2 separate regions of the Canis lupus genome follow, and region 2 is linked to region 1. Evidence: chromatin contacts called from public Hi-C data. All regions are on one chromosome and are shown on one strand. The core of a region is the stretch at or near the end of the contact, and the rest is flanking DNA. Distances in the headings are between cores, read along the strand shown. Region 1 overlaps CDC42BPB (serine/threonine-protein kinase MRCK beta). Region 2 has its middle 19 kb from the start of EIF5.

What was found. A called contact is a pair of places that touch in the nucleus more often than the background predicts.
Region 2: a Hi-C map of amygdala shows a contact between it and region 1, with 5 times the contacts expected there. The contact joins two enhancer-like sites. A contact is called at or near these places in 3 of 9 Hi-C or Micro-C datasets (amygdala, blood and skin fibroblasts).

Annotation. Positions count from the first base shown.
Region 1 is chr8:71,266,007-71,268,706 of UU_Cfam_GSD_1.0, forward strand. The region is part of intron 4 of CDC42BPB (serine/threonine-protein kinase MRCK beta); the gene reads right to left. Among named protein-coding and RNA genes, the nearest start is that of CDC42BPB, 54 kb to the right of the region's middle. Within about 2 kb of position 1,280, at least 4 of the 20 cell types and tissues checked have an H3K27ac peak or open chromatin away from gene starts, as enhancers often do.
Region 2 is chr8:71,485,985-71,488,684 of UU_Cfam_GSD_1.0, forward strand. No RefSeq gene overlaps it. Among named protein-coding and RNA genes, the nearest start is that of EIF5, 19 kb to the right of the region's middle. Within about 2 kb of position 1,412, at least 10 of the 20 cell types and tissues checked have an H3K27ac peak or open chromatin away from gene starts, as enhancers often do.

The DNA of each region.
Region 1 (2,700 bases), core at 30-2,529:
TGACATCAAGGGGATAAACAGAGACTATAAGTAAGCATGCGTATAGTCACAATAATTTCAGAGACCACTAACCACAGAAGAAGCAAGGAGTGGGGGTGAGGCCAGGCCCCACTCTAAGGGCTAGGAAGCTGCAATCTGATTTACTTTACAAGTCTTCACTGATTGCCCAGGAAGAGGAGACTAGAGAATGAAGGCCAAGAGCAGAAGAGGGGCTGGGAGGCCTGGGGGTCCAGGCAGGAGGTGAGGCTGACAGGCACTGTGGAGGGCAGAGAGGATGGAGTAGATATCATAGATACATGGAGGCAAAGACCAGAGCACCTGCTGACAGACACGCACGGGGTGAGGGGAGACTAGGTGAATGAACAGCCAAACTCTGCAGCCTCTAAAGAAAGCAGGAGGAATAAGTCAAGCACCACCTCTAGCTGAATCTCAACGGTTTCCAGGTCTACCTAGAAATCTAAAAAGAAAAAGAAAAATATAGTACAGTAGCCTATGTGATTGATAGGCTCCTGGAAAACGAATCTGTAAGAAAAGTAAACTGTAAGAGCTTCTAAAGCAGACACGTAGACATTTGTTTTTGGAATAAGAACTAAACCAATTCTTTCCTCTGCCATGTAACACAGGATTCTAAGTAAGCCAATGCCCTTCTAGTTACGGGTGAAACAGGTTTAATGTTTATGACAGGCCAAGTTTGGATACCTACTATAGAAATTATAACACGACCTGGCACTGCAAGGGAGCCCAACGAATCCACATGACGAGGGACACCTAGCACAGCTTGCCTGGCCTGCTTCACAAGCCCCACAAAAGTGCTAACTGCCACCATCCCAGAGAGGAGGAACTTGCTCAAACGCACCATTTGGGGGCAGCAGAGACAGCAGCCAGATCCTGGTTGACCAACCTCAGTATGAGGACCCAAAAAGCCCCAAAACCCTGCCCTCCTTTCTCCTTAGTTTCTACTGCACATCCATTTGTGCAACTCCACACACTCCAGAAGATGGCTTCTCAGCTGGAATTCCTAACTGACTGTCTTCGGTCAGAATAAGCCTGGCAATATCTAACATTTCAGACTGCAACATGCTATGCTGATCTCAGGAAGGCATGTTGCTTTCCTTCTGTACAGACCCACATAGCCTAGACTGCTCGGAAGCTTCATTCAAATCGGAAATGAGCTGGAGCCAGTCCCCTCTGGGGGGGGGGGGGGGGGGCTATGTGGAGAGGGCCCCAGGGCATCAGGACTCTGCGGTCTGTGGGGAAGGACACCGAGCACCACTTCCTGCCACAGCCCCAGGCTGCGGTCCTTGCTCAGCCCCTGCATCTGTGTGACAACCCTGGGCAAATGACTTCATCCCTTCTGCTCCAGATGTCTCATTTAAAAGGTAGTGACAACCATGAAGGTCTAAGCTAGGGGGCCCTGGGAGGACGTACTGAGGTGACCCACGTGCCTTTGCTCAGTAAACATGACGGCACCCTCTCTAGAAACAAGTATATATATTAAAAAAAATTTTTTTTTAATTTTAGAGAGAGAGACAGTGAAGACACACACATGCCTGGGGGATGGGAGGGGTGGAGAGCAGAGGAAGAGGGAGAACATCCCAAGCAGACTCTACACCGAGCGCAGAGGCTGACCCGGAGATCAGGACTGAGTGAAAGCAAGAGTCAGCCGTTCAACCAAATGAGCCACTCAGATGTCCCTATTTTAAATTCTAAATAAAGAGTATAACAAATCTAAAGGACTTTTCTGATGTTTGAAATAGATTGTTCTTAAGATGACTAAGAGAGACCCTTCGTTGCTTGTAAGGTTTGCTGTAGGAAATGGATCACTTTAGTGAAGATAAGCTCAGGGAGACAGGGGTCCCTGCCCTGAGGCTGTGCTGACCCTTGAAGCCCCTGTGGCCACTGCTGGAGCCGAGCGGGTGTGGGCCGGAGGAGTGAGGCAGAGACCAACTTCTCAGAGGTCTGGGCTTGCCCTGACACCCAGAGATCCATGTAAGGATATTTTTAGTTTTAGGCAAAACTAGAGCCACTCTTGGAATTCAAAGTGCCCGAGACCAAATGTTTAGTTTCCCTTCACTTGTGAGCTCTTGTCTCATGTCTGCTTTAACAGGTCTCTACACTCATATCCAGTATACCTGTGAATCACACGATGGGCTGGGTCAAGAGTAAAAGTAAGGCCAGCTCAAGTCAGAAGAAATGGATGACAAGAGTCCCCCAAACACCCACACCAGCAGGCCCCAGGAAGCCCAGCTCATTCACCCGGGCAGACTGCAAACCAGTGCAGTATACTAGGCCTGCTGTCAAGCAGCAGAGGTGGACCACTTGCTTGGCATTAAAAGCTGAGCCACTGTAATAAGCCCCACAGCACCCTCTTGTTCCTATATATAACTCAAGGTGGAAAATGTTTTACAGCTCCAGCTTTTTTTTTTTTTTTAAGATTTTTTTTTTATTTATCTATTCATGAGAAACAGAGAGGCAGAGACACAGGCAGAGGGAGAAGCAGGCTCCCTGCGGGGAGCCCAATGTGGGACTCCATCCCAGGACCCTGGGATCACACCCTGAGCCAAAGGGAGACGCTCAACCACTGAGCCACCCAGGCGTCCCTACTCCCAGCTTATTTAAGTGTAATGAATCCAGTGACCAAAATAATCAGGTTATCTAGTGATTAGAAAAAAAAAGTATACAATCTCACTAGTCTTTTTT
Region 2 (2,700 bases), core at 162-2,661, 220 kb after region 1:
AGGTGACCCCAGAACCCAGGGTCAGTCTGCTCAACCTGCAGCAAGAGGCTCTTCATGTCGTGGTCCTGAGTCCTGAGGACAGAGGCGACAGCAAGATCCCTTCTGTCTCCTGGAATCCTAGAGAAACGCGGTGGGGGGCCCAGCCCCGGGACAGATGCTCCCATCCTTACCCCGTCCGTCCGTGCCCCAGGTGGAAGAGCTCACTGCGGGTGGAGCCCCCAGAGGCCAGGAAGGGACAGGCGGTGGCCTCCCAGGCAGCAGCAGTGAGTGGCCAGGCCTGCAGTATCCACTCCCAGCCCGTGGACGCCACCCCGGAAGCCCGCGGCCTCTCCTCCTCCTCTGGCAGGTTCCATCAGCCTGGACACTGTCACCAGGGCAAGGGAGAGGACGCGGGGGAAGGGGTGGGTGTGGAGGGGGGACCCCACTCAGGTAATGAGGACAGAGGGAGGGGGTTAGAGGGGGGGACCCGACCCAGGAGATGGGGTGGAGGGGGTTGGAGGGGGGACCCCGACCCAGGAGATGAGGATGGAGGGAGGGGGTTGGAGGGGGGCCCCGACCCAGGAGATGAGGATGGAGGGAGGGGGTTGGAGGGGGGCCCCCGACCCAGGAGATGAGGACGGGGGAGGGGTGTGGAGGGGGGACCCCGACCCAGGAGATGAGGATGGAGGGAGGGGGTTGGAGGGGGTCCCCGACCCAGGAGATGAGGACGGAGGGAGGGGTGTGGAGGGGGGACCGCGACCCAGGAGATGAGGATGGAGGGAGGGGGTGGGAGGGGGTTGGAGGGGGGACCCCGACCCAGGAGATGAGGATGGAGGGAGGGGGTGGGAGGGGGTTGGAGGGGGGACCCCGACCCAGGAGATGAGGACGGGGGAGGGGGTTGGAGGGGGGACCCCGACCCAGAAGATGAGGATGGAGGGAGGAGGTGGGAGGGGGTTGGAGGGGGGACCCCGACCCAGGAGATGAGGAAGGAGGGAGGGGGTTGGAGGGGGGACCCCGACCCAGGAGATGAGGACGGAGGGAGGGGGCTGGAGGGGGGACCCCGACCCAGGAGATGAGGACGGAGGGAGGGGGTTGGAGGGGGACCCTACTGAGAGGCAAGCGCCGAGCTCAGCGCCCCCCGCAGGGTCAGGCCGGCCCCGCTCTAAGCAGTCCCCGCGCGGCACGTCCAGACCCAGACCCGGGAGCAGAGCCCGCCGAGCCCCCGCCCCCGAGGGCGCCTCCGTCCGGCTCCGCGGCCCCGCCGGGCTCGGGGAGGCGAGGGCTGGGCCCGGGGCGGCGCCGCAGGCCCGGAGGCCCCGCAGACGGCGGCGGAACCCGGCGAGAGGACCGGGCCCCGGGTCGCCAGGGTCGCGGGGACCTGCGCGGGGGGCTCGTGCTCGGGCGGTCCCGGCGGCAGCCTCGCTCCGAGAGCCGCGGCCGCCTGTCGCCACCTGGTGGCCGGCGCTGGAAGTGTCCGCTGGCGGTCGGCGCTTTGCCCCGGGGGGCACCTCGGCGCAGGTGAGGCCCAGCGCGGGACTGAGGCCTTCCCCTCGGAAAACAGGGGACAGCCCGATCAACGCGGAATTTTTTGTTTAAGATTTTATTTATTCATTCATAAGAGACACAGAGAGAGGCAGAGACGCAGGCAGCGGGAGAGGCAGGCTCCCCTGTCTGAGAACTGCTGGAGGCCGCAGAAGGCCTGGGTGAGCTGGGGGAGCCAGCTCTGGCGGGTCCTGCTCTGCCAGGCCACAGCAGTGGTCCCAGGGCCAGGGTCGGTGACAGCACCTCGCATCCAGAGTCCCAGACCGCAGCAGCCAGCCTTTACATGCCCGGCTCCCACCAGGGTTCTAGGGAAGCCGGGTGGCCAAGTCTGGAGCAATCTGCTTTACAGACTCCCAGAATGTCTCCAAGATTCACAGAAGCTTTCTAAGCTGAAACATCTCCACCGTATTTTGAGGCCTACAGGAGGGACAAACTCAACCCGGGTTTAGCCACCAAAGCCCTGCATCCCAGGCAAAGGGGGCAGGTGATCACTGTGGGGCCTACTCGCCTGCCTTAGTTCGGGCTGCCATAATGAACACCCCAGCCTGGGGGGCTGCTCAGCAACAGTTCTGGAGGCTGGGAGTCTGCGATCAGGGCACCAGCAGAGGTGGTGTCTGCTAAGGCTGCTTCCTGATTCACAGTCAGCCGTCATTTCTGTGTCCTCACGTGGAGGAAGAGTTTGGGGGCTCTCTGGAGCCAGTCATGGGGCTCCACCTGTACAACCTAATCACCCCAAACACTCCCCCCCAATACCTCACCCTGGGGGTGAGGTTGCAACATAGGAATTATAACCAAGGGAGACTTAGCCCAAGCAATTCTTCTAGCCTTTGCCTGATCATTCCAGGGAATTGCTGGAAAGGTCCCTACTTTAGGGAGGGGAACCACACCCCCCACACCCCCTAACATGCACACACAATCAATGTTAAGGAGAGCTGCTCAGACTTTTGACTGTGACCCATAGTCCTGAACACATTTCCATCACTGCCCCCGTGCACGCTCGGTGTCAACACTGATCACTGGAATCTGCAAGCGGGGAGGACTTTGAGCTCAAATGAGCAGACTCCCTCACCAGGGCCAAGGGCACAGGTCTGGCAGTCCCTCAGCCCGCAGCCTTACTGGGTGAAAGGTGTGGGTGCAGCCTCCTCTCCACCAAAGTCTGTGGGGAAATGTGGAAACAGA